Linked DNA regions of Mus musculus: all the other regions are linked to region 2. Evidence: chromatin contacts called from public HiChIP or PLAC-seq data. All regions are on one chromosome and are shown on one strand. Each heading gives the region's core, a stretch centred on a gene start, on an enhancer-like site or on the middle of the called end of the contact. The rest is flanking DNA. Distances are from core to core; before and after follow the strand shown. Region 1 overlaps Igsf21 (immunoglobulin superfamily, member 21). Region 2 holds the start of Igsf21 (immunoglobulin superfamily, member 21). Region 3 overlaps Igsf21 (immunoglobulin superfamily, member 21). Region 4 has its middle 34 kb from the start of Klhdc7a.

Region 1 (3,258 bases), core at 751-3,250, 160 kb before region 2:
CTAGGCATCTGACCAAAGAGAAATCAGACGGAGGGTGCTGGGTTGGTTCCTGGCTCCTTGATAGGAAGCCAGAAATTCTGCTGGTTTTGTCTTTGTCTCTGTCCTTTGTCCCTGTACAAGCCAGTCAGAGCAGCTTCAGGAAGGTCACAGAAGTTGACCAGAGTTGGTGGTCAGAGGAAGAGGAGAAGTGTGGGAAACCTCTCATCCTCTCTTACACTTCCCCTCCTTTTCTCCTCCTCTTCCTCCTCTTCTTTTTGTTTGTTTTGTTTTTGGAGACAGGGTTTCTCTGTGTAGCACTGGTTGACTTGGAGCTCTCTCTGTAGACCAAGATGTCCTTGAACTCACAGAGATCTGCCTGCCTCTGACTCCTGGGTGCTGGGATTAAAGGTGTGCATCACCCACGGCCCGACTCCCTTCTTCCACCTCTATCCTGGTTATCATTCCGACCTTGTTTAGTGAACACCACTGCCCATCTGTGTGTGAGGCCAGAATGAGGTCACCTGTCCCCATCACACCAGAGGACAGGTCTGCATTGTGTCTGCGCCTGTGCCCTAAGCCTCTGCTTCATGACAGATGAGGACTTTAAAAGCTGAATTCTTTCCACCCTCCCTCAGAGCTCAGGCACCAGGACAATCATGGCCGTAGGAATGACTCTAGAACCATCTGTGAGCAGGGAGCTCCCAGAAATGGCTGGCTAAGGGTGAGAGTTATTTAGTGTTTGTACCTTTCTCCCATCTCAGTCCTCACGACAGCTCCAAGAGGAAACTGAGGCACAGGCTGCCGGTTGTCATGATGGTCACTATTGACTTTAAGTTGGGAGAACTCAGTTGGGCAGTGTCCTGGTGGAGGCTCCAAAGGTGACACCTGCTGTGGCCCAGTCAATCACTCTCCTCAAGGAACTCTGATCCCCAGTGTGATGACAGCCACCAGCCGACCCTTGGGGTGGAGCCAGAGTAGGGTTCTTGCCTTTGTAAAAGAGGCTCAGAGAGTCTCGATCAGGGGAGGGTACTGTGCCAGTGGCTTGAGGGTCACAAGGGCAAGCAGAAGGAGCGGGGGTCATGAGGTGGAGATTTTGTGGTTCTAGGTCAGCCTGTTGGCACGCCATGAAAGCCTGGGGCCTGATGCACAGCCTGGCCCTGCCTTCTGGTCCCTGTAGATACCACATCTTATTTGTTGCCCCTGGAAAAAAATCTAATAACAAACCATCACACAAATTCCTCCAGTATGGGATGGAAGCCCCCACAGGTCATCCTGCTCAGCAGAGCTGGACAAAGGATCAGAAGACAGGCCCAAAGGGAAGGGGCGCGACCCATGGCAAAGCCGTAGGACACTTCAGAGTAGGTTCCTGGGTGAGCTGGGCAAACCTGGCTGGGCCCTACTTTCCAGCTGTTGATCGGCTCAACAGCCTGCAGTGGTCTCCTGCAGGGAGGCGGTTGTCATGCTATGACCTCAAAGCCTCAGACAAGCCAGAGGTCAGCCCATAGCCTAGCAGTTGGTCCACACTGATGCCCTGGGTGCCAGCCAGGTACAGTTCGGCCAGAAGAGAATGACTGAACTGGTTGAAGTGACTGGGAACAGAGACCAAGCACTTACACAGGGGTCCCTCCACTAACAGTTGGGGCAGGGGCTGGGTCTGGCAAACTCAGTTCACAGTGCGTCCTGTAGTTGGAGGTGGGGATCTTTGCTATGGGATGGATGACGGGTGAGAGAGATAGCATCTATTGTATAGACCAATGACTTGGATCAGCAAAGCAAACCTTAACTCTCCTTGCTTGGCAGCAGCTGGGCCTGGAGCCCCGCAGGAGGCCTTTCCCAATGAGGTCAGCTGATGGGTGACCCCAGGCAGAACCCGCATCCCAGTGCTTCATCAAAGCCAAGCTAAAAACAGCCTGGCTTTGGCAGTGGAAAATTGAAACTCCCAGCTCCCTCTTAAGGCTCTTAAACGGGTCAGTCCACCAAAAACCCAATCCTTCAGTCTGCGTTCTGTTAAAAAGTAGGGCAGGCCAATTACATTTCACAGTCCTGAGCTACACGCTGCCAAAGGCAGAGAAGGGCAGGCTGGGGCGCCCAGGGCCACAGCAGATGGGAGACAGGGGGCCTCGCTAACCTCTCCCATCAGCCTCTTTGTCAAAACAAAATTAAAATGCCTGGACTCTAGCTGGCACCGAGATCCCATCCACGGTAATAGGTATTTATCTTGGTGTGCTCGGTGCTGGGCTCTCTGCCATGGGAAGCCGGAAGCTGAAAGGTTGTTGGCTTCTTGGTCTGTCTCTGACAAGGAGCACAGCGGTGCTGGGTGTGGGAGGAGGGAGAGCATCCCACCATTCCTTATTATTCTGTCAGCATGCTTTTTCTGAGCACCTACTATGTGCTAGCCTGTCTTACATCCTGGAAATACAGCCATGAATAAGGCAGATTAAAGCAAAAACAGAATAAACAAAATCTACTGTCCAGCCAGACAAGATGATGCACATCTATGGTCCCAGTGCTGGAGAGTCAGAAGCAGGAGGATTGCCACAAGTCTGAGGCTAGCCTGGTTTGCAGAGCAAATTCAAGGCTGGCTTGGGCTAGACAGTGAGAGCCACATAAACCTGGAGGAGATGGCTCAGTCAGGAGAGCGCTTGCCTTGCAAGCATGAGGACCTGAGTTCAACCCCCAGGACCCGTGTAAGAAATCCAGGCGTAGCGTGTAATCCCAGTGGTGGAGGTGGGGTGGGGGTTATGAGACAGGAGATTCAGTGGGGTTCACTAACCAGCCAGCCTAGCCCAGTTAGTGAGTTTCAAGTAAATGAGAGACTGTCTCGAAGCACAGATGATGCATAGGACCTGAAGTTATCCTCAGCCTCCGCACACATGCACATATATGCACATACGTCTGCGTGCACACATGTACAGGCAGACACATTCACTTGCCCACACACACACATAACAGCATGTCAGATAGCATGAGCATATGCATATCTTATAGAAAATACAGACTGGGCAGGGATAGGGTGTTCTGATGGTTTTCCTAGTGTTCAGGAAGGAGGATGGAAAAGAGATGTCTGACCTGAGGGGTGGTCATGTGACATCCGGAAGGCTGCATGGATGGAAATGGCAGTCACTGAGCTAATTTTAAACTTCACACGCTTTGCTAGCCACACACTTGTCCCTGCTGTCCTTGTGGGTCCCTCAGAACAACTTTATGAGATGAGTACAATGTAAACTCCCAGAAGTGACAGACGCGGAGAGGACAGGGCAGAGCCGGGTCTCACGCTCA
Region 2 (3,453 bases), core at 8-2,507:
CATGACCAAGCCCATGCGGGACACACACACACACTCACACACAGATGCGAGCCATACTGTTGAAACTCCTCCAGCCCCAGATGTGCTCACAGTTCCCTGCCCAAGTTCCCTCGATCTGCACCTGCTCCCAAACCCAGAGCTTCTAGGACCTCAAGTCCTGTACTTCCACGTGTAGCTGGGTACACTCCTGTCCAGCTCTAACAGAAATACAGTCACCGGCTGTCACACAGCCCTCTAGAGACCAGGCAGCACACCGGGGATCGGCGTGAACCGCCACACCTCAAACACCCTTTCCTTAACAGGCTCCCACATGCCGCGACGCTCACACACTTACCCTCCTGAAGGAGTTCACACCCCCAAACACTCAGACTTTCTCTCTCACCTCTCCATGCAACTGATCTAGACTCTCTGTTACCTCTCTCACACACACACCATCACACAGCCACATCTAAATGTACTCCCGTGCCCTCTCCAAACATAGCTGATTCTCGGACACTCACAGACCCAACAAAGACACACACACACACACACACACACACACACACACACACACACACACACACACACACACCACTGGCACAGACCCACGAGAGCTTTCTCCAAAAGATCTATCCTCTCTTCGCTGCACGGAAGCCCTCCTGGACTGTGCCTACAGCCCGAGACTCCCAGAGCCATCCGGGCCCGCGCCCTTCTCGGTCTTTGCGCGCATCCCCCGGCCCCGGGCTTCCGCGGGCGCCCGCACACTCACCGCGTGCCAGGTCCAGAATCGCGGCGAGCAGCAGGCAGGAAGCGCGGCGGAGGCTTGGAGCAGCTTGCATGGTGTCCAGAAGCTGGCGGCGCTGGCCGAGGCGGCGGCGGCGGCAGCGATCGCAGTGGCGGCGGTGGGTCCCCTCGCCATGGGCTCAGAAGCGCTTGTGACCCGGGCCGCCGGCCGTGGCGGTGACGAGAGGCGAGGAGAGCCGAGGGGAGGTCCCCATGCTACTGTAGCCCGGCCGCCAGGCTACCCGGGGCTGCTCTGGGCTGTACCGGGATGCTCCGGGCTGCACCACCAGGCTACTCTGGGCTGTAATAGGATGCTCCGGGCTGCACCAGACGCACTGGCTGCTCCGGGCTGCACCGGACCTGGCTGGGGCGCGCAGCTGCTCCCGGCTGGTTGGCTGCGATAGGCGGCCACGGCGGCCGGAGTCGGATCCGTGGCGGCAGTGGCGGAGTTTGGAGCCGAAGCTCTGCCCGCGCCGCCGCGCTCTGCCCCGCGCTCGCTCTTCTCGCGCCCCCTCCTCTCCCTCCTTTCCTGCCGCCCCGCCCCCGCCCCCCCCCACCCCCCGCGCTGCGCTCGCTGCCGTATTCTACAGACTTTTCTTTAATCCGTTCTGGGCTGTTCGGCTCTCGTCCGCTAAGCCGATTTATTGCAGAGAGGAGAACTCGCCCCCCTCCCTCTCGGCTTCTACCCTCTGCTCCCCCCACCCCCATCTCATCACAACTGCTTGCTTGTGAGCTGCATCCTCCCATACACACACACCAAGCTTCGCTCCACCCGAATCGCCCTCCCCACCCCTCCACCTGGACGTGTCCCTGGACGCCCCTTTCCTCCGCTTGGTGGATGCAAGCACCCTTCCTCCTTCCAGGAGAGAGAGATGCTTTCCCCGGAGGGATGTAGGTCCTCAGGGCTTGCTTTGACACCTATGAACGTCGTCCTTAGGGGCTTCAGAGCTTCAGTGTTCCACAAATAAGGGCTACCCTCCAGCCCGCGCCCCGCGCAGAACAGCTGCATTGTATGTGCAGGCTGGACCGGGCAAGGGAGGCATCGACTTTTTCTTCTGAGACCAAGATGTCACCTTAAAAAAAAAATCAGGGCTGACACCCCAGCTCCTCCACCTGAGAACCGGGGTGGGGTTGAAACTTGTGTCAGATCGTCGCTTTGATCGCTCACGCACTATTGAGCCTGGGCTGTGGGGTCTCCCACGTGAGGAAGAGGCAGGTGCTCCTAGCTCTTAGGGTGGTGGTGGGGGTGGTGGAACCAGGAGTTAGATCGTCAAGTTCCAGAATGAACAGCAGAACCAGAGAGTGACTCTGAGCCCCCAAACCAGGACCCAGGTCTCCTTATGCTGCATTCTCCAGGGAAGTCCCAGCTCCCCTATCTTTACTAAGCTGCTGCATCCTTGTTGCTCAGTTTACTTAGCCGGGCAATGGGTACACTGGCAGCCCCACTGGCTGCAGGCCTTGGGAGAGGGGTGGGCAGTGAGTAATGGCCTGGCAGGTGCTACTAGGAAAGACTTGTGCCAGGATGCCCCACGGAGTGACCCACTCTCCTCCTTACCCTCTGCAGCCTTGTCAGCACATGGCCTTTCAAGGCAGCTAGCTAGCTAGCTGCAGTTCAGGGTCGCTCAGCCTCCCTGCTCCAGGGAAGGAGCGATTTGCATTTATTTAGATCTGAGCGAATACGTTCACCTGACAGGCTTTAGAAGGATCCTCTTAGTAAAATAATAATAATGATCGTAATAAACCCTTATAAATAGGTGTTTGATTACAGTTTGTCCCTCCGTGGGTATTTTTTTTTTGAATCAGACTAATTGGTTGCTAGACTGATTGGGCTGGATCTGGCTTGAACACTGGAGTCTTGGGCCTTTATCCTTTCCCTGGCTGTTCTCCACTCCCCCTTGCTACGCCTCCAAGTCTCATCTTCCCCAAGCTACTGAGGGGTGAGCTTGAGGGCATCTCCCCTCCCCTCCAAAAAAAGCTTCCCCCCCACCCACCCCCCGCTAAGCAAGCCAAGGGAAGAGCACAACCCTTGCCTGTCTGATCCTGCCAGTCTCTCCCTCCCACCTCTCTGCTTCTGGCTTAGGAAAAAGCTATCCAGGATTCTAAGCCCTCGGTGTGAGAGGTTCCCTGGCTGAGGAGCTCCAAGCCCAGATGCCCCCCCGCCCCCCCTCCCGGGCTGGGCTAGGCTTACAGGAAATGCATGCATTGCTGTGTGGCCTTCCATGCTCTTGGAGTCTAGGTGCAACAGGATGGAGCCAGGTGAAGGAGGACAGGCAAGAGTTCTTCAGAAGGCCAAGTGGGCGTGGCTTCCCGGCCGCACCCACCTACCACTGTCCTTGGGGGAGGAGCTGAAAGGAGCAGGTCATTGGTGAAACTACCCATCAGTCCCAAGCTTAACCAGCTGGGAAAGAGGGCCAAGGTATTGTCTCCACGGAGTCCTCTAAGAATGGCGTCAGTGGAGAGGGTGGAAAGGAGAAAAGAAGTTTGAAACCAGGGAAGTCTGGTTTCACGGCTGAGTATCTTGGGCCTGGAGTTTTTTATACCTTAATGGACCCACCTTTATTCCCAAATCATCTTCACTATCCACCCTGTCCTTGAACATTACCCTGTGGAGAAAGTACTGTTCACCCTGGCCCGTGGCACATAGTAGGTCTTCACTGAGTATTGGATGGATGGAAAAATGAATGTAAGGCT
Region 3 (3,301 bases), core at 355-2,854, 140 kb before region 2:
ACTCTCAAAGGACCACGGATGCTCGGCTCTTTGGACTGAACCAGTAATAACTGTGTCTATTTAAAACCCAGAAGTGTGTTTTCATTAGAGATGATTTCAAAGGACTTCTGTAAGGACCATTGTCTGCCTACTCGGAGTGGCCTTGTCCCTTTCTGGGCACCTTCCCACCTCCACTGAACATACCGTGTCTCCACTCAGAGCTCCAGTCCCCCCTCCCACCAGCCATATCCACTTTGCCTCAAAGCCACTTTTGACTTCAGATCCACTTTCAATGCCACTGTGGCCACCATCTCCTCAGCCCTGCCAGCTGAGTCACCTCGGCGTGTGTCTGAGCAAGTCCTCAGACAGCTCCGGCTTCACTGTTGCAATGGTTAGCTATATATCTGTTTGGACTCCACTTCCCCTCTTTCTAGACTCCACCATATACTGTCTCTCTCTAAATGTCAAACAGACTCTGGGGTGCTGAGGAGGGGAGGAGGGACTGACCCTCGGGGAAACCTAGCTGTCTGGTGAAAGCATGGGGAAGGACAGACAGGTTTTAATGCCTGATGGGGACTCCATGGTATCCAATTTCTAGTGTACACGTCAGAGCCACTGGGGACAATCACTTCCTTCAGTGTCTACCTGCCAATGCCCCACCCCCACCCCACTTTCTGCTATCATATATCATAGCAGTATGCTCAGCTCATGCTGTGCTCAAACAGCCAGTCGGTCTCCGTGGGTGAGAGAACACGTGCTACCAAGTGTTTGTGGGACTCTGGTACCAGGCCCCAGCGTCCTCCGGGGATCACTTAGCTTTCTTGTCTCAGTAACCAGGGTGAACTTTCAAATGCAGGTCATGGTGGGCCAGCTGCTCTCCGTGGCTCCCCGTGGCTCCCGGGGTGCTGAGGGTAAATTGCTACTTTGTTATTTCCTCTGCCCTGGCCATGCTCCGCCCCAGGCAGCCCTTCTCACCCCAGGGCCTTTGTGCTTGCTCTGCCTGCTTTTTGGAGTGACCCCTGCTTTCCTGCCCCACCCTCTGTGCATGACTGTTTGCACTCTAGTTCTCAGCTTGGATGTCTTCTGTGACACACGGGCCCTATTCCCTGCGACCCACCCTTGATCAGGAGTGCCCTGATTTGCATGGCCTCTATTTGCATGGTCCCTATTTGCATGACCCTTATTTACATGGCTGTGATTTGCAAGGTAGAGATTGCACCCTGGAAGTTGCTTGGATAAAGGCTCAAACTAAGCCTGGCCAAACCCATGCAGGGGACAGCACAACTACTGCCTAAGTGTGAAGACTAGAGTCTATCCTCACAGTCAAGTTATTGGCTGGACTAGTGAAGTGGCTAGGCTCTCAGGTAGGAGAGCACGTTTCAGTGTACGACATAGAGAGAGAGATCGAGGAAGCATCATTCTGCATACCCGTGTGTCCCCACACAAGTCACACACACACACACACACACACACACACACACACACACACACACACACGGACACGGACACGGACACGGACACGGACACGGACACTTTACAGCTCCTTGCTTTACCCTGTTCTCTAGTTAAGGCCCCGCCCATTCCCTACTCCTGTTAAGGCCCCGCCCACCCCCTACTCCTGTCTAAGGAGCGAATCCTCCACTCCCAGCCAGTCCCTTCCCCACTACCCCGAATCCCTCACACACTGAATGGACGAACCCTCGAGCCCAAGGTAGCATCACAAGGACTCACACCTGCGTCCGCAGGAGGCAGGCACCCTGTCGTCGACCAGCTTCTGCCGATCGCGTCCCACCAGCTGGGGACAAACACGGGGAGTCCCTGGGGCTCCTTGAGGCTCCCCAGGAAATTGTTCTCTGCCGGTTTCTGGTAATATTCCCAGCCTCATTCTCACCCCGCTTTCCCAGCTGAAGAGGAAGCAGCTGAACAGCTGTGGAGCTGGGACTCTGGGCTGAGATGCATTAATTTGTAAATATCTTCATTTATATGTAAATGCGGAGCCCGGAGCCCCGCCGCTGGCCCTAATGGGGCCTTGCAGCCTGGTACTGCGGCTCTTCCTTCACTGGCTGGCCACGGGAAGATGTTCCCAACACTGCTTGATTTCATTAAGTCTCTTCTTTCACTGGCCCCTGTGTCCCCTACATATGGTGGCTCTGCTCCCCGGAGTGCCCTCTGCTCAGGATACCCAGGTGTCTCAGAGTGCAGAAACTCAGCATGAACATGGAGGACTAAAGGAGCCCGGCACATAAATCCTAGGACTGAACTTAAGTCCATGCTGCTGTGTGACTTTGGAAAAGTCCTATACCCTCTCTGGGCCTTATTTTCATTAACTGTAAAACAAAGACGGCACCATGGTATAGGTGTAGGAAGAGGTGGTTTGGGGTTTGATCAAGTTCATGTCATTCCAATGGGAGACCCTTAGCTGGGTCATCCCTTGGCCTTACTGAACTGTGACCCCTTCTGTAAAATAAAATGCAGAAAAGGGGGAGTTAAAAATGTTACTTTTCCAAGTTCAAGGGGTTAGCTGAAGATAGAGAGCAGCAGAAGAGATAGAAGTGTGTACATAGGGGCTTTCAGGATGGGGGATCCCGTGCAAAATTGGCTTTGCCTTGCGGTGGGGAGAGAGGGTTGCTTGAAGCTTAGGGGTGAACACCTTCAGCTCAGAGTTATGTTTGGGGACCAGGAAACTCTGACCCCAGGTCACCTGTCCACCGAATGGGTCAGCCAGCATTTGACTTGGAGAAAATGGGCACCAATGTCTAACACATTCCATTCTAGGATTACAGGAAGATAGTCTAGTCAGCCTGCTTTCGGGGGGCGGGGGAGGGGCGGGGGGCTGGGAGGCTGGGGGGGGGAACTGGCTCAAGATCACTGGGTAGGAAGTGGCTGTGCCAGGATTTGAAGCCTTCAGGCACCTGCTGGCTTTCTCAAAGCTGGTGAGCACGGCTGGAAGCAGGTGTGTGGGGCGTGGGGGTGGGCATGGGGGAGGCCTGGGGTTTCCTTGTGGTCTGAGGAATCAAAGCTAGGCAGGCCTCTGGAGGGCACACCTATAGGCAGAAGCAGACTGCAAAGGAGGGATTTGTTGCTGCCGGGCGGGCGCTGGGTTTCAGGAAACCTGGCTCCAAGCCAGGAAGTCCCCTGCCTGAGGACTCTCTGGGGCTCCCAGGGCATTGCTTATTTTCCTCTCCAAAATGCTTTTTATCTCTGCTCTCATCTTGATGGCAACTGATTTCTCCTTGGCACTCGTTTCTTTTCAGAAAAGGGGGGAGGGGTACAGAGAGGCATCTGCCTGCCTCCTGTGAGCCCTGGGTACACTCTGTCTCAG
Region 4 (3,252 bases), core at 277-2,776, 240 kb before region 2:
GTGAATAAGTAAGTATCCCTCTTCCCTGGCCATTGCTGGGGGTCTGATAGGGTAGGGTAGGGGAACAGCAACCTAGAGAAGTTACATCAGTTGTAAAACCAAAGAATTGTCACCGTCCAGCTGAAATGGAGGTGTTGTACAGAAGGGCATAGCCTTGGCTAACACTGTCCTACCTCTGTCTAATGCCTGGGCCAGCCTTGGGCACATGGGAAATGCTCTGAGAACCCCAAGTCATGGTTCATCTGGTCACCCAGATGGAAAGGTCAGGGTCAGAGAAAGCAACAGGCTGGGGACTGGGGTGTGAGGAGCCTGGCCACAGTCTGCATGCAGCCTTGGGTATGCTTCCTCAGGGACAGCGGTGGCCATATGTGACCTTTGGCCTGACTCGCTCCTCCTTCGTGATTGCCTCATGGAACACATGTAGTAATTCTAAAAGCCAACTTGGCAAGGATGCCCAGAGGAGGAACTGAGAGTATGTGGAGTGACTAAGCACAGCACCCAGGTACTCGGGTGCAGGTACTTAGTCACAGTCACTCTCCTGGTCATGGTCGGTGGTACCCCCTGCTGCCTCCCTTACCTCACACAGCCAGTACACAGCCATAAACAGTCTCCACTTGCAGGCTCGGCTATGAAGGACTTTGTAGTGTGGTGTCCCCTCCTCAGGCTGTCCTACCTACTTCCTGGAACCTGTTCTGTTTGCTTTTTCTATTTTCTCCATTTTTAGATCCGACAGCAGAGGCCCAGAGAGGGCAAGTTGTTCACAAAGGCCACACAGGAGCCTAGGAGTAGAGCCCAGAAAGGGAACTGAGTGGTTTGGGTAACCAGGCAGACTTGGGTTCAAGTCCTGACCCAGGCTTTGATCCGCCTGAGTGGATTCTGATGGTTCTTCACCTTCCTGTTCTCACATTCTCTTTCAAAGGTGGGCATGCAGCTCAGTGGTGGGGCGCCCACCCACTGAGTGTGGGTCCACAGAGCTCAGTGGTGGGGCATCGCCTAGTGAGTGTGGGGCCCCGGAGCTCAGTGGTGGGGCGCCCACCTAGTGAGTGTGGAGCCTCGGCTTTCCTCTGGAGTCCTAGCACTGAATTAAAAAAAAATTGAATGTGTGGGATGACTCCAAATTCTGTCTTGTAAAGTCTAGGAAGGAGGAGAGCATTCTTCGTGTGGTCAACAAGGCCACTGTGTTCTTTGCCCGCCTTTGGTAGGGGTTCTCTGCTTTGATTAGTGACTATTTTCTGGGCGACAACTCATGGAAGTCCCTTGAGGGACCTGCTGCTATGTGCCAGAGGGTAACCCCTGCCCGGGGAGCCAGTCAGGCAGGGCGTGAATGGACAAGGAGAGACAGAGCCTCCATTTGAGGTCCTGACCCTGCCTGTACCTGGCTCTGGTGGAGGACGGGATGGGTGGTGGGGTCCTGGTCTTCTGGGATTCATTCGGGCTCAAGGTGATTGAGCCTCTCAGAAGCAATACAGGGGCAAAGGAAGGTGACGCCTTTAATGCAGAGAGAAGCATCGAGTTCCAGCCAACCAGCGACATTTGCATTTAAATGGAGGTCTGCAAGTCTGTAAATCTGCATTTCCCAACCGCAGAGCCCTAATGGTTGTTTAATCACGTTTAGATGAACCCCCTGGAGCACTGGGGGTAGGCGCAGCACCGTCTTAGCTCTGTTACAGAGGCTGAGATCAGGCACTCCTTCCTCCTATCTCCTGTCCCGGACAGGCTGCTCACTCTAGAGAAGCGACCGGCCCCTGTCCATGCCAGGATTAACTCAGAACTGGCAGAAGTAGGATTGGCCCCAAAGTCCCCGCAGCCTCCACAGTAATGAGGATGGTGACAAGATTTGAAGAAATGGGCAGCCGGAGCTCTGAGCAGGGCCTGCACGTGCTCCGAGCTTGATGGTTTCTCGTTCTACCTCGGACTGTAGTGCCCACTGAGGCTGAGCAAGCCGGTGGCGTGGACACCGTCCAGGCTTTAGGGTGGCATGTGGGGGTGGCGGCTGATGAACGGGTTCCTCACCGGAGTCACCTATCCTGTGAGACAGACCTCTGAACCCCTGTTCCTCAGGACGTTGGCTTCTGCGAGGTGTTCGCTCTCCCTCAGCTTCCTCATCCACGAAAGGTTCCTGTCCCCTTGTCTTAGATGCTGGCCTTCTAAAGAGCACCAGCTCTGTCTTATCCCTCGCCTGGGGCCTGGCAGGTAATAAGTGCTTAATGAGCACTTGGATCTGTTGTTACTTAGACACGTGCAATAGTACCAGGGACCCTGTAGCTTATCGGTGTTCTTTAGCTCAAAGGCACAGTCACTGGCATCAGGCAGGCCTGGGTCTTAATCTCAGCCTTACCGAGGAACTCATACCAAGTTAGATCCTCACACATGAGGGCTTGTTGAGTCTGGGCCCACAGGATCTGGGCAGACAATTACTCTTGTCTCTGCCTTCAGCACTTTCAATCAGGACAGGGTAGATGGGGGGGGGGGTATTGCCATTGCCGATGTAGCCCAGGATGTGTAAATGATCTTGAACCCCTGATCCCCTTGCCTCCACCTCCCTAGAGCTAGACTGACAGGCCTGTACCCCATCCCTGGTTTATGCTGTGTCAGGGATTGAACCCAGGACTTTGTGCATGTTAGGTGGGCACTCTACCAACTGAGCCACAGCCCGGTGCAATGCTGGTTCAAGTAAAAATGCACGAGAGAACTGGTCAACCAGCTCTCAGCACCACCTTGTGCCTTTGGTCCAAATGACAGGGACTGTCACCAGGGTCACCCCTCATGTCCCATGACCCCTTCCCCAGATCGTGGTCCAGCCCTACCCTCCTCCTTGGCCTGACACAGCTGACTGGTAATGTGTTCTTTCTGAGCCGGGCCCCCACCACTTTCCCCATTGGAAAAAGCAATTAGATCGTGTTTACCAGAGTACGCGGCTGCAATCTGCCGTGCTGTCCTATCCTGTGCGCTGGCCCACTTCCTCCATGCTTTGCTTAGGTCTGATGGGAGATTTGCATACGAAGTAAAAATAGAAAAGCAAAGGGGGAAAGCAAGGGAGGGATCAGCGTGGGGCCAGAGAGCTCTGAGTACACCTGCATCAGTCTGGGGAAACTGAGGGTGGGTGCAGGCTCGTCCCAAACTCGGAGGCGTTCTTGTGTGATTTGATCTGTTGGGTGGGCAGTCAGGTCCCTACGAGAAGCCTGGCTAGCCTCTGCCCCGTAGGCTCAGGGTAGCTGGAGTTCTCCCCAGCGCCTTGCTCACTCTTCCCTG

Evidence for each region. HiChIP or PLAC-seq counts read pairs in DNA pulled down with a chosen protein or histone mark.
Region 1: an H3K4me3 HiChIP or PLAC-seq map of forebrain shows a contact between it and region 2, with 2.6 times the contacts expected there. The contact joins the enhancer-like site here to the promoter of Igsf21 in region 2. A contact is called at or near these places in 1 of 39 promoter capture datasets (hippocampal neurons), 9 of 484 Hi-C or Micro-C datasets (the AtT-20 cell line, the N1E-115 cell line, cerebral cortex and 4 more), 8 of 115 datasets of contacts at active chromatin or transcription factors (embryonic basal ganglia, embryonic forebrain, embryonic hindbrain and 4 more) and 2 of 9 other capture datasets (adipose tissue and embryonic stem cells).
Region 3: an H3K4me3 HiChIP or PLAC-seq map of embryonic forebrain shows a contact between it and region 2, with 4 times the contacts expected there. The contact joins the enhancer-like site here to the promoter of Igsf21 in region 2. A contact is called at or near these places in 1 of 39 promoter capture datasets (hippocampal neurons), 2 of 15 datasets of contacts at CTCF or cohesin (hippocampal excitatory neurons and stem cell-derived epiblast-like cells), 25 of 484 Hi-C or Micro-C datasets (the AtT-20 cell line, the N1E-115 cell line, cerebellar granule neurons and 12 more), 16 of 115 datasets of contacts at active chromatin or transcription factors (astrocytes, embryonic basal ganglia, embryonic forebrain and 9 more) and 3 of 9 other capture datasets (adipose tissue, embryonic stem cells and macrophages).
Region 4: an H3K4me3 HiChIP or PLAC-seq map of embryonic stem cells shows a contact between it and region 2, with 8 times the contacts expected there. The contact joins the enhancer-like site here to the promoter of Igsf21 in region 2. A contact is called at or near these places in 3 of 484 Hi-C or Micro-C datasets (all in embryonic stem cells) and 7 of 115 datasets of contacts at active chromatin or transcription factors (SST interneurons, astrocytes, embryonic basal ganglia and 4 more).

Annotation. Positions count from the first base shown.
Region 1 is chr4:140,082,736-140,085,993 of GRCm38.p6, forward strand. All of the region lies in intron 3 of Igsf21 (immunoglobulin superfamily, member 21), which reads right to left. Among named protein-coding and RNA genes, the nearest start is that of Gm52685, 14 kb to the left of the region's middle. Within about 2 kb of position 2,001, at least 36 of the 459 cell types and tissues checked have an H3K27ac peak or open chromatin away from gene starts, as enhancers often do. A contact at or near this core is called in cerebral cortex and forebrain, where this site is marked.
Region 2 is chr4:140,245,554-140,249,006 of GRCm38.p6, forward strand. Igsf21 (immunoglobulin superfamily, member 21) reads right to left here and starts at 1,258. Exons shown (of 10, transcript NM_198610.2): 1 at 749-1,258. The coding sequence starts at 818.
Region 3 is chr4:140,101,902-140,105,202 of GRCm38.p6, forward strand. All of the region lies in intron 3 of Igsf21 (immunoglobulin superfamily, member 21), which reads right to left. Among named protein-coding and RNA genes, the nearest start is that of Gm52685, 33 kb to the left of the region's middle. RefSeq lists an enhancer at 969-3,301. Within about 2 kb of position 1,605, at least 46 of the 459 cell types and tissues checked have an H3K27ac peak or open chromatin away from gene starts, as enhancers often do. A contact at or near this core is called in cerebral cortex, differentiating embryonic stem cells, embryonic basal ganglia and 7 more, where this site is marked.
Region 4 is chr4:140,000,720-140,003,971 of GRCm38.p6, forward strand. No RefSeq gene overlaps it. Among named protein-coding and RNA genes, the nearest start is that of Klhdc7a, 34 kb to the left of the region's middle. Within about 2 kb of position 1,527, at least 15 of the 459 cell types and tissues checked have an H3K27ac peak or open chromatin away from gene starts, as enhancers often do. A contact at or near this core is called in embryonic stem cells, where this site is marked.